Linked DNA regions of Nomascus leucogenys: region 1 is linked to region 2. A link is a contact called in public Hi-C data. All regions are on one chromosome and are shown on one strand. The core of a region is the stretch at or near the end of the contact, and the rest is flanking DNA. Distances in the headings are between cores, read along the strand shown.

Region 1 (5,722 bases), core at 1,995-4,494, 150 kb after region 2:
CCACCTCGGCCTCCCAAAGTGCTGGCATTACAGGCATGAGCCACCATGCCTGGCCTATAATCTCCTTTAAAGGTAGCATTACCTCTTATTCCAAGCCTAACTTTTTTTATATTTTCAGTAGAATGTGTTCCAGTCTTAGCTTTTCCAACAGGTAAGTGCAAACTTTAGATACTTACTTGTTCAAATAGTATTTTTGAATTCATATGTTAAAAATGGTCTAATAAATCTGACCCCAGTTCAGTTATGACCATTTACCACTCTTCTTTCATTTGTCATGTCACTGTGTGAATAAAGTACAAATGGAAGCAGCTCTAATGGTATTTTATACGTCCTAAACACACAATAGTGAATCTGGAGGGGATGTGAGCAGCACACAGTGAAAAGGAGTAACTGAGTAGAAACAAACCAAGGGATATTATGGTTGTGATGTGTTCATTGTCTCAACTTCCTGAGACTTATAGACAGTTTCTGAATACCTCAGAAAGGCACTAAATCTGGCTAAAATACCTAAAAACGACAATGATACTGAAACTCAGTGAAAGATGGCAATTAAAATGGAATAACTCGTAGGATCTTGTTGTTGAATGATGGATACGGAAAAAAAGAACAAAGCACAGACAGGCTTTAGACCACCAAAGTCATGTAACTAAATATCACACAACCAGATTCAAGTTAAAAAAAGTCTCTGTATACCTCATAATCCCTGCTGCTTGGTCACAGTGTAGCATTTCCACAGCAGTTCTCCTAGGCCTGGAGAGGGTAACAGCTTCTCCTTTATGTTCACCATTCACCCCCTGTACTGGATTTTTCTCCACCTTGTCGCCTCCTCTCCAGGTTTTCTCCCACCAAGAAGGGAGATGAGTGCCTGCAAACGGCACTGATTTGACAGTAGCCAGCATCAGGACTCAAGAAGCCAGGTATCCCTGCTCAGCAGGCCAATCATAGAGATCCCATTATGCAAGGGGCTGCTGAGGGACTATTTGTCCTGGAGCGGAGGCAGAAAACTGAAGGATGCCCTTTTAGAGTTTGTATGGGCTGTTTTTGGAGAGAAGCCATGCCATTTTTTTTTTTGTTTTTTACTGGCACCTAGTTGCACCTAGTTTGTGTGTGTGTGTTTGTGTGTGTGTGTGCATGCGCACGTGTGTGCATGTAAATCTGCTGTCTTTGAAGGGAGACAAACATTTTTCCAGTTCCTTCCTTAAGGTAATATAGTATGCTCACATTTTAATTCCCCAGTGTTTAATTCCAACCATCCAAATATGTTATGATCTGAATCAAAAGCTAGTACCCCACATGTATTCAAATAGCCTACACACAGACACACACACACACACACACACACACACACACACACACACACTCTGCTGTGTCATCCATTCTATTACCCCCAACATCACGGTATTAATTAGTGAATTCTTCCATCCTTAAGCTACAGCTGATAGCTTTGCACCAGGAGAATTTCTCTGCCTATTTCCCTATTTGGTAGAGCTAATAGGATTGGAGCGGCTACTCCTGCAGTAACACTTCACACTGTTCTGGTCACCAGAGGTTGAAGGAGACCCTGGGGTTTTCTTCTACAAGGCTGATTCTGACTGGGTCATCCGTAGATTTAGACTAGGTTCCACCTTAATCAAACCAAATACAGCTCAAAATGTTTCTCCATCAGGTTACAAATCAATTTACTAGACAAAACTCCCCATTAATCCATAAGTGTCATAGAGCCACCTGCGCAGGTCTGCAGAACATCTATACAACAATGATATTTTGTGCTCTGATTTTCCTACCTGTGCAATTGTAAAATATCCCTAAATAGCCGGTATTTATAAGTTTTCATTTGAAAGAAGCATAAGAAATCTATGTCTCATCTTAGTCAATGAAAAAAAATTATCCTTAACTGTGAACAAAGTCAGAGACATGGCCTCTCACAAGTGGGAATGAAGAAATTATGCAGGACCTATTTAGCTTCTGGTGAATGTGACAGGTATTTCCAAGGGGCATTTCAAAAATAAAATCCCTATGGAGATACATATATATTTACCAATCAAAAGATACGCTGTTATATACATCACCTTCTTCTCCTCTTTAACTTGACACTTTCTTCATGATCACTGAGCTCTGAGATCCCAGCCCTCCTACAATAGTGCTCTCCTGCCATGGTGACTCACTAACTTGTTCATTTCAAAAGTGTTCTCAGATGATGAAAGTAATAGAACATTCAGAAAATAAAATAAAACTCTACAATTCTATGCCCGGCACAAAAGCTGCTCTAAGGTTTATATATTTCCTTCCAGGCTTTTTAAATTTTGAATCCTTACTTTAAAATATTTCTATTAAACAAGCAAGAGAAGTCATCATAGGAAAATAGGACTATAACAGAAAATCCTGAAAGGAAAACAATTAGAATACTCTCTAATCCCTCCACTCAGAAATAAATACTGTTAACATGTATACAGTGTTTCTTTCTCTTTCCATATACCAACATATGTTTTTAAAGGATTACTTTTCAATGCTCATGCCTCTTTCTGCCTTCATTCATTCATTTATTCATTTGTTCAATAAACATTAATTGAGCACCTACTATAATACCAGCCAGCACTTTACTAGAGTTAAAACAATGCACAAAAAATGGCATGGCCTCTCATGGTTCTCATGATTCTTATAATCTACAGGGGAAGATAGATCTTAAACAAATAATTACTACTTTTTCTTTGAGGAATAAATCGTATTTGTCTTCGGGCCTTAAAGTCTCATCTGCCTTTTCAAACCTCTCTCACCACCTCACCCCCACAAATTCCAATCTCCCTCTGCTTTTTGTTCATTATTAAACCTTCATCACAATTCAAGTGAGAGGTGTTCTGGAACTCTCTGTTCCTTCTTGAAGAGTTCACCCCCTGTGTCCTCCAGGCACAGGTGAGTCACTGAGCTGGGAGGTGGCACTGTGGAGCACGGACTGTACCACCAAGTGGCCTTGCACAAGTTTTTGATAACACCTACCAGAGCCACGAGAGTTCTGAGAATTCTACCCACAGGAAGAGGAAGCATTTGGAATGGGAAGTAAGATCGAACTGCCAAATATAGCACAGCTATATAAGAAGCCAGGTTGAGAAAAAGGAAACATGCACTCTTTTCAGCTGCCAGGCAGCACTTTGCTTTAGGGAAAAACAAACAAACTGTGCCATGGCTGAAAGCCTAGAGGAGCTGGAACTCAAATGCTGTGTGGTGTGGCTGCTGGGACCCTGTGGCCCTGGAATGGAACGCTGTGTGAATCCCAGTGCCAGGCTCTGAGAAGGTCTCTTGCTCAACCAAAAGCAGGGAGAGTTCTCCATAACCAAGGGCCTGCAGCAATTATTTGATAAACTTCACCAAGTTTCTGCTCTGTTTTCTGTTTTGGCTATGGTGACATGGACTTTTATTATTATTATTATTAGTCTTCTTAATACTGCTGGAGAGAATGGCCAGTATCTTAATATCTTCAATAGATAAAGAAAAGCCTATTAAAGGCAAAATACCATGAACAGAGGATATTCTGTGTCTACACGGTAAGCTGGATCTTCTAGTCCACCTGAGTAGTGGTCTGCTTCTCAGAGGAGGTAACTTCTCTGATACTGTTGGTCTTATCCTGCGGGTTGAAGAAGTGAGTACAAAGGAGCTGCTGATTCATTTTCACATTCTCATCACTGACACTGCCTGCTCCACCATGGGCGCTCAATACTATGACAAATCCTTACTTGGTCAATTTTGTGAATGTGACATACTGAAAAATGTTACTATAAATAAAATGAGTGGGTTTCCCCTATGTACATAATAAGCAAGATATGATCAAATGAAGTTTCACTTAACCAATATGCAGGCAATTATTATTTTTGTAATTGTTACTTCATTTTCCTTTGGCCTCTCTAAAAGTCCTATGCTCTCTGACCTTATTCTTCTTCCCCAGACACCTTGCACTCCTGGCCCTTCCTCCCTGCTCTCCCCATCTTCCTTCTCGGTGATCTTAGGCACCCCTACAGCTTCAACTGTACCATCTCTGTCAATGACTCCACATCTACATCCATGCCCAGGCTTTTCTCCCCAGCCACAGACCTATTCTTCCAACTGCTGTAGACATTTCCACATTGATCTCCTGGAGGGACCTCAAATACAACATACCAACAAATAAGCATGCTGTAGCCCCACCTGCCCCCACCCCTAGTTTGCTCCCGACCTCTATTTCCTATCATGTTTAGTGGCATCATCCCAGACAACCAATGCTGGAAACACTGGAAATACCTCCAGGGAAAATGTCAAATGGAACTGTTCCTGCCTTATTTTTATTTTTTAAAAATATTTTTAAATTATTTTTGTTAAACTCAGTAGTAAGAATCTGCCTCATTTTTTTACTGTGATGCCAAGACAAGCATGGTAGCTGAATGATGGTCCCCCAGACACATCCACATGCTAGTCTCTAGAACTGCATGGTAAAAGGGACTTTGCAGATGTAATTAAGGGTTTTTTTTTTTTCAACCATGTTGGTCAGGCTGGTCTCGAACTCCTGACCTCATGAAACGCCCACCTCGGCCTCCCAAAGTGCTAGGATTACAGGTGTGAGCCACCGTGCCCAGCCAAGTTAAGTGTCTTGAGATAGGGAGATGGCCCTGGATCATGCAGGAGGGCTTGATGTACTCAAAAGGGTCCCCATAAGAGGGGTCAGTCAGAGAAAGAGATGTGAGGACAGTGGCAAAGGCTGAAATGCTGTGGCCACAAGTGAAGGTGGCTCTAGAAGCTGGAAAAGGCAAGGAAAGAGGCTCTAAGCCTTCAGGGGAATGCAGCCTTTGAGTTAAGCCTTGTAAGATCCATTTTGGACTTCTGACCTATAAGACTTGGACTTCTGGCCTATAAAACATAATAAAATTACACTGTTTTAAGCCACTATATTTTGGGTAATTTGTTACAGTAGCAATAGGACACCAATACAATAAGAGATTTCAGATATGAAAAGGAGCAGGAGACAATTTCCAAATAAAGTGGCCTCTCTGACATCTGCTCCAAGAATAAAAGTGGTAGAAATTGGTCAGGGTGCCAAGGAAATTTGATGAGGAGATAGGCAAGATGATGGCTCTGGAGGAGCCGTTGGCATTTGTGGGTCTCCTTCCATTCCCTCTAGGGAAGTGCCAGGGTTGAGAAGCACTGTTCTTGGCAGTTCAGCAGGTGCTACTTTCCACTTGGTATATTGGGAAACTAAGCAGGGAGAGGTCAATAGCTGCTTGAGCTCATGCAGCTTGTTAGGGATGGAGCCAGGACACTGATGCAGGATGGCTCTGGTCCATGCTGACTGCTGCCTCACCTCAGAGAAGGCAACAATAGCAGAGACTAGAGCTCTAATTGATGCAGGGTCTTGCTGGTGGCATCCCGCTGCTCTTGGCTTCAAAAGCATGGGCGAATGATGTTGGTCTCATGGGGAAAGGCAAGCCCCTCACAGTAGGGAGCACAAAGGGAAGAGGACCTTACTAAGACCAGTGTCAAAAACAAGAAAAGGCCTGCTTCTGTAAGCAGGTCAGAAAGAATACAGTGTTCTTTATCCCTTGCTTCTCTGCCTTTCAAACTTTATCTTGATTTGCAGTTTCTCTGAATTCACTTTCCTCTTTCTGGTAACTCAGTCCTAAATACTGCAGCCTGAGTTGTTAATTTCATCGATTAAACAAGAGAAATCCCTTAGAAATCATCTTATGATTCTGTAGTCCAT
Region 2 (5,721 bases), core at 834-3,333:
TAACACAGCAAGACTCTGTCTCAAAAATAAAACAAAACCTCTGCAAATTAGTTCAGGATTAATCCATTGCCTGTTTATCTATGTAATTACAATGGAAGACTGGTTGAAAAGAAACTGATCTGACATTGTTACCAGATGAAGGTGAATAAAGGGGAAATCCTTTGAAGGTGTTTTTTTCCCCCCCTTTAAAATTACCAGAAATTTTATATCTGAAGAAAACTGAATGTGAGAAAGGTAATTGGTAGTGATGTTTTTTTCACTTCTCAGCCCATGTTACTAAGCAAAATTTATTGGAACTGCTGTAGTGGCATCACTGATCCTCTGATTGTAGCAATAATGTAGCACAAGGGCACTATCCGGGCACAAAGAGCTTTTGTGCTGTGCTTCTTAAAGTTCTATCTGCTGTGTAAGCCACTGGTGGTACTGGCCACGGAATTAGCACTAACAGTGGGGCAATGACAGTTACAGTCTGTCTTTGAGGCCTGGCCAGGTTTCTTACAGGCTCTTGTCTGGGGGCCTGCTGGCATTTTCACAGTTGAAGAAAGCTGCAAGTTTTCTCAACAGTTTGTGATGACTAGTGCATGATCTAGAAAGCTTAATGAAAGCTTTCTAGCTTTCACTCAAAAAACCATCATGGAGGTTACCTCTGAGGATGCACACTGGGGGCTTGCAGGGGTCATACCTTTGGATGTTTCGTGGTGCACACATATTACTGATCTAACACCTCCTCCACAGCCTCGTTTGGAGGGTGTTACAGAAGCTGCCTACTCTTGCCTGCCTTCCTTTGTGCAGACACCATTCTGCCAAAAGAACGCTCTCCATCATTTTTTCCAGTTCTATGATGATCTTCCCTTCCAAGAGTCACACTTCCTACTTTAAGACAAACAACTAAGTAGCTATACAGTCAGGAACTCGTATTACAGGCCTTACTGATTTACTGACCAGGCATAAATAATGCGAGTTTACTAGCTCAGTGGTGGTTCTCCCTTCTGAGGAAGGTTGACCTGCCCTGGAAACCGTAAGGACCAGGATATATACACTGCCTGGAACCTAATTTGAACAAAGTAATAATTTGGAGAACAAGTTTGCTCTAAGGAACTACATCTCTTTACCTCCATCCTGTTTGACAGTTTGCAGATTAAGTGCTCTCTGTTTAGCCTGGCACTCATGGATTTTTATAATCAGGACCCAACTAATTCTCCACAGCTCTTCTCCTGACAAGCATGTCAGCCACAGCCGTCTACCTGTCACTTCTGCACAGGCTTTCCTCTGTTTGGTGAATGCTATTCTGGTGCTGTTCACCATACATTACACTGGGATGCCTTCCTCTTTCCTGCTCCCCTCCCCACCTAGAGAGGTGAGTGGCAACCTTTTCCTCCTCTCCCCTCCTGCTTCTGCAGCAAACTGGGTCACACTGTTGTTCAGGTGGTCATTCATTCCATTGAATGAGAATGCATAGCCTCATATGTCCATTTTCTCTGGTAGACCATGTGGAGCTCAAAGCCAGGGACCAGTCATCAGAATGCAGTCTAGTGCCTGGCCAATAGCAGGCACTTGGTAAGTACTTGCTCTATTCTCTTTAACGTCACTACCCCAAAAGGTTGTTGTCTAGTGTTGGGGGTGGGGCAAAAAGGGAAGTGGGGAAGGGTGTGGCACGAGGAAGTTAGGGGTTGCCGGGTCTGAGAGTATTATGAAATAGTCTCAGTTTGTCAATATGTATGTTGGAAGTAGTTTTTACCAGAATGAGTAACAGATGAGAAAGCAGCTAATTGCAAAGACAATAGGATTTCTTGGCAGCATGAGGTTTCCCTTTCTCTTTATGGAGGAAGAGAAAGATTTCCATGGGGGCGTTTACCATTGAAAGCCTTCACGGATGTAGTTTCTGAGTTTGCATGTTAGATGAGGAAAGTGGAGGAGATGGGAGTCTATCAATGAGGAAGGAGATTCAGTTTCAGGCCTGAGAAACCCCATGGAAGAAACCAAGCATTCAGGGAGGCTCTCAGGAAGATCAGGCAGGAGAGCAAGAACAACAGAGAGAGGGGGAGATGGAGGAGCAGGAGCGACAGCAAGTTCGTCAGTCCATCAGGGCTGTGATGTAGCGGGGTGGCCAGGTCCCCCAGTAGGTGGCAGGGACTCCAGCATCATCTCCTCACTGACCACCAAGCCTGAAGCTCCAGATCTGGTCCGAGGGTGGTCCCTTTCCTCCCATCCCACTCCCAGGGTGCCTCTGTGCTAGGCTGGAGAGGATCTGCCCACAAGGGAGACCACTCTTTGAGCAATGGTTTATATTGTCTGCTCAGCTCTGAACTTCCCTCATAACATGGAGTTAGAGGTGGGAATGCATTAGGGACAAAGAACCCTGGAATTCAGTTTCTTATCTGACTCCAATTTATGTGTGACTCCTGGGACAAGTCATTTAGCCTCTCTAGGCCCCTATTTCCCATCTGTAAAATCAGGAAATTACCATCCCACCAAAAGTAGATGCATTTGATAATACTGAGCATCAGAAATAGGAGAAATATAATACTTTTTTATATTAGCAGTGATAGGCCATGTGCATGATTTGAATTACCGTTAGGCTGTGAGACTGCGACTGTGCTAGTCTGTGTGGGTGGCGTCTGAGTGTTGGGGGAAGTAGAGGGAAGGTTTTCTGCTAAACACTGATTCAAGGCAGTTATTTTCCAGAATTGATCAGGCTGCTGATAGAATCGTCCTCAAAGTTAAAATAAAAATTCCAGGGCCCACCGTGGGACTATGGACCTGAGTGATTTTGGAACCATTGACTCAAGTGAGGACCCAAAAATGTAGAGAATGGACCTAAAAAATGGAAAAAAGCACAGATGCCAGACTCAGTAGTAAAGCAAGTGTTGAAATTTAACACTGAATACTAAACTGATTCCCTGCCAGATCTGCCGGAAGAGAAGCATGCAGCCATTTGGGAAGCTGAGGGTCAAGGTCATTTATATTCCAGGTATTCTCAGACAGGCTCTCACATGTCAGTGCCTAGTGCTTGACAGAATAATTTCCCTCCTGAGTTAGATGATTCATTGCAAAATGAAGCCCTCCTGTCGAGCCCTTTCAAAAAAAAGTCTCCTTTCTTTACTCCCTTAATTGCAGAAAGTAGAAAGAGGGTGATTAAATCCCCATTAGCAACCCAGGGATCAAGCTGCTAAGAAACCTTAGAATTGCATAAGCACCAGCCCTCTTCGCTGCAGTCAAATAGGCCAAAACTTGGAAGAGAAATTGACTTGCTGTGATGGCCGCTCATTTGACAGCCATGCCTGGCCACTGAGCCGTAAATCTGACAACACCTGAGCAATGCTCTATTTTCTAAAACCAGACTTCGTTTTGGTTCTGAAGATGTGGTGGTATAACTCAATAATGTGTCTAGTTTGGAACTTTCTGGGATAAATACCAGAAAGGTACTGAAAGGGGAAAAATTCTCTGTGGGTTTAACACCAAGATTTATAAAATTTCATAGTTAGTTTGCTAGAAACATGAGGAGCTAAAGGAAGAATTTAAAGATCACCACAAAGAAACAAACAGACAAGCTAGAATGTGGGACATTCTGTACAATGGTTTCTACAGCAAGTCAAGGGTAGAAAAAAAGGTGGGGAGAGGTTTGTTTTAGATTAAAGGAAATCTAAAAGATATACCTAACAACCAGTTGTAATGCATGGACCTTGTTTGGATCCTAATTTGAACTAATCAAATGGACAAGGCATTTTTGAGACAACAGGGGAAATCTGATAATGGAATGTGTTAATAACCAGGGTTTATTATTTTTGTTAGCTGTGAAAACGTGACAGTACTTGGCATCGTGGTTATGTAAGATGACAGCCCCATGCTTTAAGAGATGCATACTGAAGTGTATAGCAGCAGACTGACATATCTGGGTTTTATTTCATCAAAGGACTTCTCTTTTATCAAAGGAAAAACAAAAGCAAAGAGATGGAGCAAATGTGGCAAAATCTTACTAATTATTACATCTAGGTGATGGGTTTATGGAGGTTCATTATAATGTTCTCTCCACTTCTGTGTATGTTTGAGATTCTGTCATAATATTTTTGTGTGTGTAGGTAAGCCTCAGGATGAGAAGCATCAGTAAACTATCAAAAGTGGGATGGGTTGAGAGTGGGTGGCGCTGCGTCTTTGCAAGAAAAATAAAAATAGCATGGGCTCTCAAACTTCAAGGAGCTCTGCACTCTGCAGAGATGGCTCCTTACTCTCTCTAAACAAGGAAAAGAATACCTTTCATCTTGATGGAGAATTCTCCCAGCAGATTCTCTAGCTCCGCTTCAATGGTGCACATATTCTGCAAAGAGGACAGGAGATGAGCATGAGAGCTAGCCTTTCACCCAACAGCTCAAAGCACATGACATTTGAACAGCAGCACAACCACTGCATGAACAACAAGAAGCATTTACCTGTTTGCTCCACACAGCACAGCCTAAGAAACATTCTTGACAAAATGTTTGATCTGAGTCTAAGCCCACCTTTTAGTGTACAGGAAATTTAGGGCATAGATGAGCAAGTCAGATTATATCAAAAATAGATAAATTCAGAATGTGGGGTAGTGTATAGGAATTAGCATGCATTCTACAAAAAGGCAGTATCATAGGGGAAAAATTTTCTAGATAAAGAGACTAGACAAACATAATCACCAAATGCAACATCTTAACCTTGATAACATCCTGATTTGAAAGTAAATAAATCAAAACAGTTATAAAAGACATTACTGATCCAAATAGGGAAAACTTGAAAATGGACAATATGTTATATAATTCTATAAGATGATTGTCAGTTTTCTTGGTTGTGGTAATGGTATGTGGTTATGTAGGAAATGTAGATATTCCATAGGTTACTATTAAGAGATCCCTGGCTTGATTTAGCCATTTTATTACATATTTTAGTGTATATATACTTTAAAACATCATGTTGTACACCATAAATATGTACAGTTTTTACTTGCTAATTACAAATAAATTTTAAAAAGAGACCCAGGTTAAAATACATATGGGGTGAAATGTCATGATGTCTATCACTTACTGTCAAATGACTTGAGGGGGATTTGATCATATGAGAGAGAGGGAAAGCAAATATGGCCAAATATTACCGATTAGTAAATCTAGATAAAGGCATATGGTGTTCAATGTACTAGTCTTTCAATTTTTCTACAGGTTTGAAGTTTTACTTAATAAAAATTTGGGGCCAAAAGAGCACAAGGGCTGAATTCTGCCCAAGTAAGGCGGACTTCTTACTGCAAAGCCACAGCGCCCCCGAAATTATTTTTGGGTCTGACAAGGGTCTTCTCTTTGATGTTGAAGGAACAGGATAGAGAGAAGGAGTAACACCATCTGTGCATGTGGTTAGATACATAACTACCCTCACCCTACTTCCTCAATACCTGAGGACCTAAATAGAACAATTGCAGTTAGAAATGAAAAGGGAAAATGCTGCAGCCACGGGCCATCCCCAGGGAGGCCCTTCTGCTGCTTGACCAGCTTACAATCTGGATGCTGCCTCTGCTATGCTAAGCAGCAGTCTCCACTGAAGCTTGATGCAGGGTGACGTCTGCAGGCTTCTCCCTCAGTTGCCAGCCTCCCACAAGGCTAGGGGTTCGAGGGTGGCCTCACTGACAACAGCATGGCCAGCTTGATTAGTGCAGGCTGGTATTGCTGCCATTTGAATTCTGTATGCTGAGGACCTCAGCCTAGAGGT

Evidence for each region. A called contact is a pair of places that touch in the nucleus more often than the background predicts.
Region 1: a Hi-C map of a lymphoblastoid cell line shows a contact between it and region 2, with 3 times the contacts expected there. The contact joins two enhancer-like sites. A contact is called at or near these places in 2 of 4 Hi-C or Micro-C datasets (a lymphoblastoid cell line and an unstated tissue).

The regions. Positions count from the first base shown.
Region 1 is chr8:73,447,352-73,453,073 of Asia_NLE_v1, forward strand. No RefSeq gene overlaps it. Among named protein-coding and RNA genes, the nearest start is that of RIPOR2, 93 kb to the left of the region's middle. Within about 2 kb of position 3,245, the one cell type or tissue checked has an H3K27ac peak away from gene starts, as active enhancers do. A contact at or near this core is called in a lymphoblastoid cell line, where this site is marked.
Region 2 is chr8:73,302,663-73,308,383 of Asia_NLE_v1, forward strand. RIPOR2 (rho family-interacting cell polarization regulator 2) reads right to left here. Exons shown (of 22, transcript XM_030817388.1): 8 at 4,252-4,315. Among named protein-coding and RNA genes, the nearest start is that of RIPOR2, 51 kb to the right of the region's middle. Within about 2 kb of position 2,084, the one cell type or tissue checked has an H3K27ac peak away from gene starts, as active enhancers do. A contact at or near this core is called in a lymphoblastoid cell line, where this site is marked.